2 separate regions of the Triticum aestivum genome follow, and region 1 is linked to region 2. A link is a contact called in public HiCAR-type data. All regions are on one chromosome and are shown on one strand. Each heading gives the region's core, a stretch centred on a gene start, on an enhancer-like site or on the middle of the called end of the contact. The rest is flanking DNA. Distances are from core to core; before and after follow the strand shown. Region 1 holds the start of LOC123068905 (ATP-dependent 6-phosphofructokinase 6). Region 2 holds the start of LOC123068904 (mitochondrial-processing peptidase subunit alpha).

Region 1 (5,775 bases), core at 1,697-4,196, 270 kb after region 2:
ATGTTTTGGTGATCAACTCGCGGGTTCAATGACCATGTGAACTTATGCATAGGGGTTGGCACACGTTTTCGTCTTGACTCTCTGGTAGAAACTTTGGGGCACTCTTTGAAGTTTTTTGTGTTGGTTTGAATAGATGAATCTGAGATTGTGTGATGCGTATCGTATAATCATACCCACTGATACTTGAGGTGACATTGGAGTATCTAGGTGACATTAGGGTTTTGGTTGATGTGTGTCTTAAGGTGTTATTTTACTTTGAACTCTAGGGTTGTTTGTGACACTTATAGTAATAGCCCAATGGATTAATCAGAAAGAATAACTTTGAGGTGGTTTCGTACCCTACAATGATTTCTTTGTTTGTTCTCCAATATTAGTGACTTTGGAGTGAATCTTTGTTGCATGTTGAGGGATAGTTATATGATCCAATTATGTTATTACTGTTGAGAGAACTTGCACTAGTGAAAGTATGAACCCTAGGCCTTGTTTCGAAGCATTGCAATACCGTTTTTGCTCACTTTTATTACTTGTCACCTTGTTGTTTTTATAATTTCAGATTACAAAAACCTATATCTACCATCCATATTGCACTTGTATCACCATCTCTTCGTCGAACTAGTGCACCTATACAATTTACCATTGTATTGGGTATGTTGGGGACACAAGAGACTCTTTGTTATTTGGTTGCAGGGTTGTTTGAGAGAGACCATCTTCATCCTACGCCTCCCACAGATTGATAAACCTTAGGTCATCCACTTGATGGAAATTTGCTACTGTCCTACAAACCTCTGCACTTGGAGGCCCAACAATGTCTACAAGAAGAGGGTTGCGTAGTAGACATCACACCATGCCGTCGTGCTGAAGGAACTCATCTACTTCCTCGACACCTTGCTGGATCAAGAAGGCGAGGGACGTTATCTCACTAAACGTGTGCAGAACTCGGAGGTGCCCTACGTTCGGTGCTTGATCGGTCGGAGCTAGAAGAAGTTCGACTACATCAACCGTGTTATCAAACGCTTCCGCTTTCGATCTACGAGGGTACGTAGACACACTCTCCCCATCTTGTTGCTATGCATCTCCTAGATAGATCTTGCGTGAGCTGGTTAGTGGCTACAGGCAAGAGGGCGTGAAAGATGTAGTGACATCGGTCCCTGGCAACGGCCGGAATCAGGTGTAATGATGGATGCAGGCACATTGGGGGCTGCTGTCGCGGGAGGAGCAGGCGGTCCTAGCCGGGACGTGTGAAACACAAAAGAACAATCCACTTTTTTAGTCCTCTAAACCCCAGGCTGAGTTGGCATGCCCAATCAGCATTCCTTGAGGTCATAACCGCTTTACCAACGCTAAACCGAGACCAGGTGACCAAGTTGAGTTTTGAATCTGTGGTAATTTGAGAGTGTATTTTGACTTGTTTAGACATTCAGAGTTGTAACTAAACTGATTGGTTATTCCGGGGATGAAATATGAACCTTTCTCTAGAAACTACACTCAATTCAAGCAAAGTGGTGGAGTAACTAACTAACGAGGAGCAGAGGAGTTGGAGCTGCAGCCAGCCAAGCACACCCGCGTTGCTCGTAGTGGCGGCTCGGAGAACCCTAGTCCTGTTAGCCCTCGCCTCCACCACCTCTTCCTCGCCGCCGCCGGTGGCGGGGCCTTCCATGGGCGTGGCTCCTCTCCCTCCTTGGCAGCGGAGCGGCTGGTGGCGGCGGCGCTACTTGATGACGGGTGTGGTGGGGGTGCTCCACCCGGTGGTGTGCCTTGGCTTGCAGTGATGGCTTGGGATGCCGATCCTTTCGATCTGATTTGGGTGGGTTGGTGGAGCTCGGGCCAAAGTTGCAGTTGGTCGTGTGCCTCGTCGGCTGATGTGGCATGGGGCTTTGGTCGATAGGCGGGCGATGGCGGGCTGATCGGGGCAGCATGGGGGCATGCTGCCGTGAAAATAATGGTGGTTGTCCGCGTGCTCTTTTTGCATCATGGCATCGTCTACATGATCAGTCCTCGTCGATTTGGTCACCGACGTGTTCTGGAACTACCGCTGGAGATCCTGCCCAAGATATCTGGATCAGATAGAATTCGGTCGTGCATGCCATATCAGCCTACGAGGTTCCATGACGGTGTGGCGCGAAGCTCTATTGTTTGTTGGCACCATGGGACATGTCAGCTTCTCGATTTCTATGGTGTAGACAACTTGGAGAAGGTAATAGTGGTTGAGAATGGAGAATCAGTTAGACGAATAGAGCCTTCGAGGAGATGGAGTCAACCAGGTGTTTGGTAACTCTTAGGAGCAGCAATGTCAAGTGGGGGCGGCAACACTGGAGGAATTCAATTTTGGTGGTGCTCCTCGGATACCGAGCCATGACTTTCAGGGTGACAATCAAAGGTCTGGCCTTCATTGGTTGTGCTTCACAATTGCCTTGCTGAAGGAATTATTTTGAGAGCTCGGACTTCTCCAGGGTGAAAATCTAAGATCTTGGATCGGGCAACAATGGTGCTTGTGCACTATTTCTTTCTTGGCGGCGTTGTTTTTGGAGAACTTTTATGTTTTTCGGTTGTTGTATTTGGTGGTGATTTGTGTATGGCTGCTGAGAGAAGTCGGTCGCTGTGGCGGGACCTTTGTTTTTTTCCTTTTTTTTGGTTGTATGCATCCTGGATGTCGTTGCGACATCTTGTAGGTGCAGAGATTCGGTGGATATTAATATATTCCCTTTAAAAAAATTTCAAGCAAAGTGGCGATGTTTTTCAGTCAAACAAATACTACCAGAAAAGGAGCAAATCCCCCGTGATATATCCCATCGCATACTGACAAGAGGACCCGGGCGACATTTCTTCTCGCGCAAGGCCAACACGAAATGGCAGGCCCGTAAATAGGCCGAAACCCCGATGCCCCTCCCGGGAACCCCGCGAAGTTTCCCACCTCCCCCTCCCCTCCCTCTCCCCTCGTGCGGCCGTCAAACCCCGTCGGCGCCGTCAAACCCAGCGGCTAACGGCGGCGCGAACGACGCTAATCCGAATATATAATCCCCCGCCCCCCGCGGCTGTCCTCCCCACACACCAAGAGCAGGAGGATCACTCCCAGAATCACCGGCTAAGCTTAAGCTCCCTCGTGATCTCAAAAACCATCTTTTTTTCCTCTTTCCACCTCGTGCTTACCGACGGGGTCCCTCCCTGCCATGGAGTCCGTCGGCGTCGCCCCGGCCCCCGCGGCGGTGGCGGTGGCGGAGCAGAAGATGAAGCTTCTCGAGCCGAGGAAGGAGCCCCTCGCCTCCGCCGCCGCCGCCGCCGCCAAGGCGCCGTGCAAGTGGGCGATGAAGAAGAAGCTCGTGGGCGGCGACGCCGGCTACGTGCTCGAGGACGTGCCCCACCTCACCGACTACATGCCCGAGCTCCCGGTGCGTGCCACAGCCCCCGTGCTCCTCTTGCTGTCTCACGTTCCGATCGCCTGGTGCTCTCGTCTGGTTGATTTCCCGTCGCGGGGATCAGCTCGGAGCTGCCAAGTCTCTATGCTTTCCCGGCCCCCTTTTTTGGCGCCCTTCTGTGGATTCTCCGCATCTTTATATTTTTCACGATTTTCCTTGGATTCGAGGATAAACTGATCGCCATGCAGTCCAGCTGCTCCAACAATTTTGGAACATAGGGACATCAATCGATAGATCGATCCCCGAAAACATAGCGATTTTGGAACATAGCGATTTGTTTGCAGATTACAGTTACAGAATCCTTGAACTGAATCGATTGCTCACCTCTTGTTACCGTTGCTGATCTGCAGACGTACCCGAATCCCCTCCAGGACAACCCTGCCTACTCGGTCGTCAAGTAAGAGTTCCCCTCCTTTCTTTGCCCTGCACAGTCCAGTTCCATCCAAACACGCATGTTTCCCGAAGCTGACCTTTCTTCCTGCTCCCACCACGTGTTGTCCATCCCAGGCAGTACTTCGTCAACACGGACGACACCGTCACGCAAAAGGTGAGAAATTTTCTGTGTTATACTTTTGGTCTAACAGAATGCCGAGGTGATCTGGTGAGGCTGACTTTTGTGGGTCGATTGCAGATTGTTGTTCGTAAGAACAGTGCGAGAGGCACCCACTTCCGGCGCGCCGGGCCGCGGCAGAGGGTGTACTTCCAGCCCGACGACGTGAACGCGGCCATCGTCACCTGCGGCGGCCTTTGCCCCGGGCTCAACACGGTCATCCGCGAGCTTGTGTGCGGGTTGTACGACATGTACGGTGTCACCAGTGTTGTTGGCATAGAGGTGAGGACTTCTGGAGTTGCTGCTCTTGTTTGTTCTCCATGTGTAAATTACAATGCTCCGGTTAGTATTTTAGGATTAGCATGGTGCTTTGTTACGATGCTAACGAGGCTATTTAATTGCAGTAACTGATTTTGACTGCTTAGGAAGGTGTGATTTAGAACAAACTGCCTGGGAATACAATATTGACGGTGACACCAATAAGCATTTTCAGCTGTCACCTAATAACATGACGCTGCAATGTTGATAAGCCTGAAACTGTTTAGAAGTGTGTACTTCGGAACAAACTCCCTGAGAATACAATATTGATGGTGACACTAATAAGCATTGTTTGCTGGCACTTAATGACATGGTGTTGTCATTAGCTAGGCCTGAATATAATACTGCTATTTGTCAACCGTTATGTTCACTCTGTTTTTGTTTTCTGAACCTAATTCTGGATGTGCAATATGCAGGGTGGATACAAGGGTTTCTATTCTCGAAACACCGTTACATTGACACCCAAATCAGTGAACGACATCCACAAGAGAGGGGGGACCATTCTTGGAACTTCAAGGGGTGGGCATGACACTGCCAAAATTGTGGATAGTCTTCAGGACCGTGGCATTAACCAGGTCTACATCATTGGAGGTGATGGTACTCAGCAAGGCGCTTCCGTAATTTATGAGGTAACAACATTGCTACTGCAGGAAGGTCTCAATCAAATGCTCAATTCCATGTCTCACATACAACTGCTTAAACTTAATTTCAGGAAGTCCGTAGACGGGGCCTCAAATGTGCAGTGGTCGGTGTCCCAAAGACCATTGATAATGATATTGCGGTACTCCCCTCTTTCCTTTGCCCCTGCATTTATGTACAAGAGTGATTGTTTTCCACACTAGTTGTGATTTTGATGTTGAATTGTCCACACAGGTGATTGACAAATCTTTTGGATTTGACACTGCTGTGGAGGAGGCTCAAAGAGCAATCAACGCTGCTCATGTTGAAGCTGAAAGTGCAGAGAATGGCATTGGTGTCGTGAAGCTAATGGGCCGCAACAGTGGTACGTCTCTTTCCTTGTTACAAACTTGCAGTCACGTTTTAAAGTAATACCCGCTCCTGCATATTCTGAAGGAAAGTGGTTTTAAGTAAATAATAATGAGTTATAAATTATATTGATGCAGGGTTCATCGCAATGTATGCTACTCTAGCTAGTCGTGATGTGGTATGTTGTTATCATCCTATAAGTTCATTACACTAATCAACATAACAGTAATGTCGAGTCGGAGACTGACCACTTTGCTTTGCTTGTTATCTCAGGATTGTTGCTTAATCCCAGAGTCTCCATTCTACCTTGAAGGGAAAGGAGGCCTCCTTGAGTTCGTCGAGAAACGGCTCAAGGATAGTGGTCATATGGTCATTGTGGTGGCCGAGGGTGCTGGCCAAGATCTCATCGCCCAAAGCATGAACTTTGTGGACACTCAGGATGCTTCTGGAAATAAGCTGCTTCTGGATGTTGGCCTTTGGCTATCCCAGAAGATCAAGGTCAGATTC
Region 2 (5,370 bases), core at 392-2,891:
CACTGATTACATCGCCTTTGTTAAGGCCCGCCTTCACGAGCAGTTCCTTATGACTGATCTTGGTCCTCTTCGCTATTTTCTTGGGATTGAGATCTCCTCCACCTCTGATGGCTTCTACATCTCTCAAGAGAAATACATTCAGGATCTTCTTGCTCGAGTTGCTCTCAGTGATGATCGCACTGTTGTGACTCCTATGGAGCTCAATGTTCAGCTTCATGCCTCTGATGGTGACCCTCTTCCTAATCCCAGTCGCTATCGTCACCTCGTCGGTAGCCTTGTCTATCTTGCTGTTACACGTCTTGACATCTCCTATCCCGTTCACATCTGAGTCAGTTTGTTTCAGCCCCCACCTCTGTCCACTATAGTCACCTCCTCCGTGTTCTACGATATCTTCGTGGCACGATCTCTCAGCGCCTTTTCTTTCCTCGCTCCAGTTCTCTTGAGCTCCGGGCTTACTCTGATGCTACCTGGGCTAGTGATCCCTCTGATCGACGCTCGCTGTCTGCTTACTGTGTCTTTCTTGGTGGCTCTCTGATTGCCTAGAAGACAAAGAAACAGACTGCAGTGTCTCGCTTGAGTACAGAGGTTGAGTTGCGAGCCATGGCTATGTTGACGGCTGAGGTGATCTGGTTGCGATGGTTACTTGAGGATTTTGGTGTGATGGCTACTACCTCGACTCCCTTACTATCAGACAGTACTGGTGCTATCAGTATTGCGCGTGACCCGGTGAAGCATGAGCTCACCAAGCACATCGGTGTGGATGCCTACTTTTGTGCGTGCTGTTGTGCAGGATCAGACTCTCGCCCTTCACTATGTGCCCTCGGAGTTACAGTTGGCTGACTTCTTCACGAAGGCACAGACTCGAGCGCAGCATACCTTTTTCCTCTTCAAACTCAGTGTTGTTGATCCACCATGAGTTTGAGGGGGGGGGGTTAGATGTGTATAGTCCCTTTTCGATATATCCCCGTTGTATAAGGGGTTTTCCGCACTTTGACACACATATATATGTAATGGCCTTTGGCCCTCAGAAAATGATAGTTGCTCATTATCCAACAAATCTTAAAATATGTTCAACTACAACTGACCCAGTCTGTCAACCGTACTAGCATCAGCAATAAACTCACTTAGACCCAACTTCAACGAGACCTCCCTTGCTTGAACACAATTGAATAAAAGGTGAACAATGTCCTTGGGTCCTTGCTTACATAAACGGGCAAATTCCATTAGTCCCAATATGATGGTTGCCAAGAACAACTCGGACTAGGATCAGATCATGTAGCAGACGCCACCCAATTTTTATTTTTATTTTTACTGGGACATTCAACTTCCAAAGTAAACCCTAGACTGGATTCGGTCTTGACGTTCCTTGCATCGCACGTGAGGCTCTACCTCCGTACTGATGCATCCATTTGCGAAGCGCAGTGCTTGGATTTTTTTTTGATGCGCTACATTTTTTTTAGAAGATTTTGATGCGCTACATTTTTTTTAGGACTGATGCGCTACATGATCGGACCAGATAAGCCCAAAGCTTCGAGCCGGCCCGGCCCAACAATATTTTTTGATATCTCGGCCCAAAATACTAAAGTACTAGATATTCAGTGGGCTCAATATCCACTGAATAGCCCGCCAGGCCCGGCCCGTTAACGAACTGCCCCCGATGTCACCCACTTCTATATGCGCAACCAGTCTCTCACGAATTGTCGCCTTCCACTTGTCTCACGGTCTCCGTCCCCATCTCCCCCTCCGCCGCTCCCGCCGCGCCGCCGGCGACGTCCCCGTCGACAGATCTTCACAGGCGTCCTCCATCATGTACCGAGCCGCCTCCGGCCTCGGCGCCCTCAAGGTCAGCCGTCCCCCGCCCGAAACCCTAACCTCCCCTCCCCTCCGATTCGCTAGATCTAGTGGCTCCGTAGCACCCATCACGCCACGATGCGTCCGATCCGAACGGACGCAGCTCACGAGTCGCGTCGCGATTGGTACCAGACTAGCATCCACGGTTTGGTCACGCGGATTTGATGCGTGAGCGTGTAGTGGAGTCATTCTGGGCGCTGCAAGTAGGAATCGCTGTCTGAATGTTTGCCCTGGTATATCGAATTGGGAAAGCATCGATTTGCGGTGCGAAGATGAGTGTGTGGCGAGTTTGTTTTGTTGCATAGGTTCGTGTAAATATCAGGGAAAGGGTCATCTTTTGCATGTTAGTTGGTTTATTATTGGTGGATGAGTTAGTTCCGATATGGTTGAGTGGAATTGGATGATTCATGGCCTTGATGATATTGCTTTGTTTTGTGCTTTGTCGTTTGCAAATGCATGCTTTGGATCCAGTACCATTCTAGTTGCGTTCTGTTACATTAGTTCTTGTTATGTTTCATGATGCGCCTAGTCAAATGTATGATTCGGAACAGCTTGTTAAATTCCCTTTATGCAATTTGTTTCATTTCATCATTTTCATATTACTTTGAAGTTTGAACGGTCATGATATATTTGCCTGTAGCATGTGCTTGGTTTTTTTGTCAGTGTAAGTATTGTTGGGCTTACTGACCGATGATCGTTTTAGCCTTAGGTAGAGCCATAACCTTGGATGCAGATATACCTTGTGCGGAGGCAGAATATTTCATCATTGAGACAGCTTGATTTGTTGGGCTTTTAATTGAAGCTGTTCACATTTTAGATCAGCTTTAGCTGCATAATCATAATATCAATTGTTTACCACTTGCAGCAGCATGGGGCGGATACCCAACTGTTGAATATCGCGGTTAGGTCTGCTAGCACAAGTATTGCACAGAGGTCATCGGGCGGCTTCTTGGGCTGGCTGACAGGTGCACGTTCAAATGCACTACCCCCTCCAGATTTCGCACTCCCAGGAGTCACTATTCCTCCTCCACTGGCTGATCATGTGGAGCCTGGCAAGACAAAAATCACAACACTTTCAAATGGTGTAAAAATTGCCTCTGAAACATCTCCAGTATGTGTTCCTTACTTTTTATAATTTAGTTATTTCATGCATGTTCCTCATGGTGGTCAGTTAGTGATACCAATGTTATGTATTTTTTATCCAGGGATCAGCATGTTCTGTTGGAGTTTATGTTAACTGTGGGTCTGTATATGAAACACCTGAGACACTGGGTGCCACTCAGTTATTAAAGAAGTTGGCCTTCACAACCACTAGAAACAGGAGCCAGTTGCGTGTTGTTCGTGAAATTGGTGCAATAGGTGGCAGTGCGAAAGCATCAGCCAACCGTGAGCTCATGAGCTACAGCTATGGAGCCCTTAAGACTTACATGCCTGAAATGGTGGAAGTGCTAGTTGATTGTGTGAGAAATCCTGCTTTACTTGATTGGGAAGTCAAGGAAGAGGTATTTCAGCTTAATATTATGCCCTTTCGCTTCTGTACTATAGATTAGTGGAATATGTTCTTTGCTGAATGCAAACTTATTGACTTTGTAGATAATGAAACTAAAGGCAGAGCTTGCAGAAGCTTCAAGTAATCCGGAAGCTTTCCTTTTGGATGCTCTTCATTCCAGTGGCTATTCTGGTGCCTTGGCAAACCCATTGATTGCCTCAGAGGCTTCAGTTAGCAGATTAAATACAGATGTTCTGGAAGAATTTCTTGCTGTGAGATTCATGCCCTAAAATTCTGTTAGTACTATAGTCGTGTGGGTATTCTTGTTAACATGCTATCTATATTTCTGTTGCATGTATGTCAGTTGAACTACACTTCCCCGCGAATTGTTCTAGCTGCGTCTGGTGTGGACCATGATGAACTTGTATCAATTGCTGAACCACTCCTGTCTGACATTCCCACTGCAACTGGAACAGGAAAGCCAAAATCTGTCTATGTTGGTGGAGAATATAGACGGGCAGCAGATTCATCGGTAGGCTTTATGATTTCTAGCCACTCATCAAGTCATTTATGTGATATCTTTCATGACATACATTTGTTCTTACTTTGGTTTCTTCTCAAAAAATAGAACACAGATCTTGCTTTGGCATTTGAGCTCCCAGGTGGATGGCTGAAAGAAAAAGAATTTGCTACTGCATCTGTTCTTCAGGTTCGTATTGAATAGAACACTTCTATTGATGTTGCTACAGCATTCTGGTTTAATTCAACAAGAGCTATTTTATCTTTTACAGGCACTTCTGGGTGGTGGTGGCGTGTTTACCTGGGGAAGACCTGGAAAAGGCTTGCATTCACGCCTAAGTAAGCACACGCTGATGAAAATTATATTGCCAAAAGGACATTATTCAGTTATCTAGCTGATTGTTAGTTTAAGTATCATTTGCTCTTGAGCTGGCTATTCTATAAACTGTAAATTGTGAAAAAAGTGGTCCAACCTTTAGTAAATTCCATCTTTATGGCAACCATTTCAGGCTTGCCGTAACTAATAATGCAGTGTCATGACCACATGCTTTAATTTGATTATTCAGATTCTCGCAGCACAAGAAACTATTTTGTATTTGCATTGGTACTCATATTAGTGCCTGAACTGTGGTATACTTTGTGCAGATCCCCTCGTAAATGAATTTGACCAAATCAAATCGATCTCCGCTTTCAAAAATGTTCACAGTAACACTGGCATTTTTGGAATTCATGCATCGACTGTAAGTATCATTTATGATTTGCATAGGAATACTTGAAAATGATCTCCTTTTATGTTTTTTTTATTTGTATGGTTTTTTTAGTAGTACTATTACTGTACATGCCTTGGATGTGAATACTTGAAAATATATAACTTGGCTTTTCTTTTTCTGGGTAAGAACTTAAATCGTGCAACTCACATATATTATCACTAGATTGGATGAGCTGTTATAGTAATACACAAAAACATAATATTTCATAGTTAAGCTATTGTACTCTGATGACTGATGACTGACGAAGATATCATTTCATAATCAGGAAGCAGCATTTGTTCCTAAAGTTATTGACTTGGCAGCCAGAGAACTCACTTCCCTTGCTACTCCTGGTCAAGGTACCTTAACTGTCCTATGTTCATCAGTCATTAAGTTGTTTACGGTTCATTTAATTGCCTGAAACTTCATCCCATTTTTTGCAGTTGACCAAACCCAACTGGACCGTGCTAAAGCATCTGCAAAATCAGTTATCTTGAAGAACCTGGAATCAAAGGTATGCGTACACACGTGAAATTTTTGTAATCATGACCGATGCTCCACTAACAATTAAACTCTCAGGCATCAACAACTGAAGACATGGGGCGCCAAGCATTGGCATTTGGTGAAAGGTGCAGTATTTAAACATTTCTGCTGAACCTTAATGTTTTTGCTCGTGCCTATGGTTCTATTCCTTGCAAGGTTGAGAAAAACACATTCTGCACTCGACACATTGTAGAATTTATAGGCTCGGGGATGGTGATG

Evidence for each region. HiCAR-type assays count read pairs that join an accessible place to other places.
Region 1: a HiCAR-type map of leaf shows a contact between it and region 2, with 3 times the contacts expected there. The contact joins the promoter of LOC123068905 here to the promoter of LOC123068904 in region 2. A contact is called at or near these places in 1 of 5 Hi-C or Micro-C datasets (leaf) and 1 of 1 datasets of contacts at active chromatin or transcription factors (leaf).

The regions. Positions count from the first base shown.
Region 1 is chr3B:114,759,892-114,765,666 of IWGSC CS RefSeq v2.1, forward strand. LOC123068905 (ATP-dependent 6-phosphofructokinase 6) reads left to right here and starts at 2,947. Exons shown (of 11, transcript XM_044491599.1): 1 at 2,947-3,386; 2 at 3,764-3,810; 3 at 3,921-3,960; 4 at 4,045-4,245; 5 at 4,698-4,910; 6 at 4,994-5,062; 7 at 5,155-5,284; 8 at 5,406-5,446; 9 at 5,542-5,766. The coding sequence starts at 3,168.
Region 2 is chr3B:114,488,082-114,493,451 of IWGSC CS RefSeq v2.1, forward strand. LOC123068904 (mitochondrial-processing peptidase subunit alpha) reads left to right here and starts at 1,642. Exons shown (of 13, transcript XM_044491597.1): 1 at 1,642-1,843; 2 at 2,717-2,962; 3 at 3,057-3,353; 4 at 3,445-3,612; 5 at 3,705-3,872; 6 at 3,969-4,049; 7 at 4,132-4,198; 8 at 4,505-4,599; 9 at 4,895-4,967; 10 at 5,052-5,122; 11 at 5,188-5,237. The coding sequence starts at 1,658.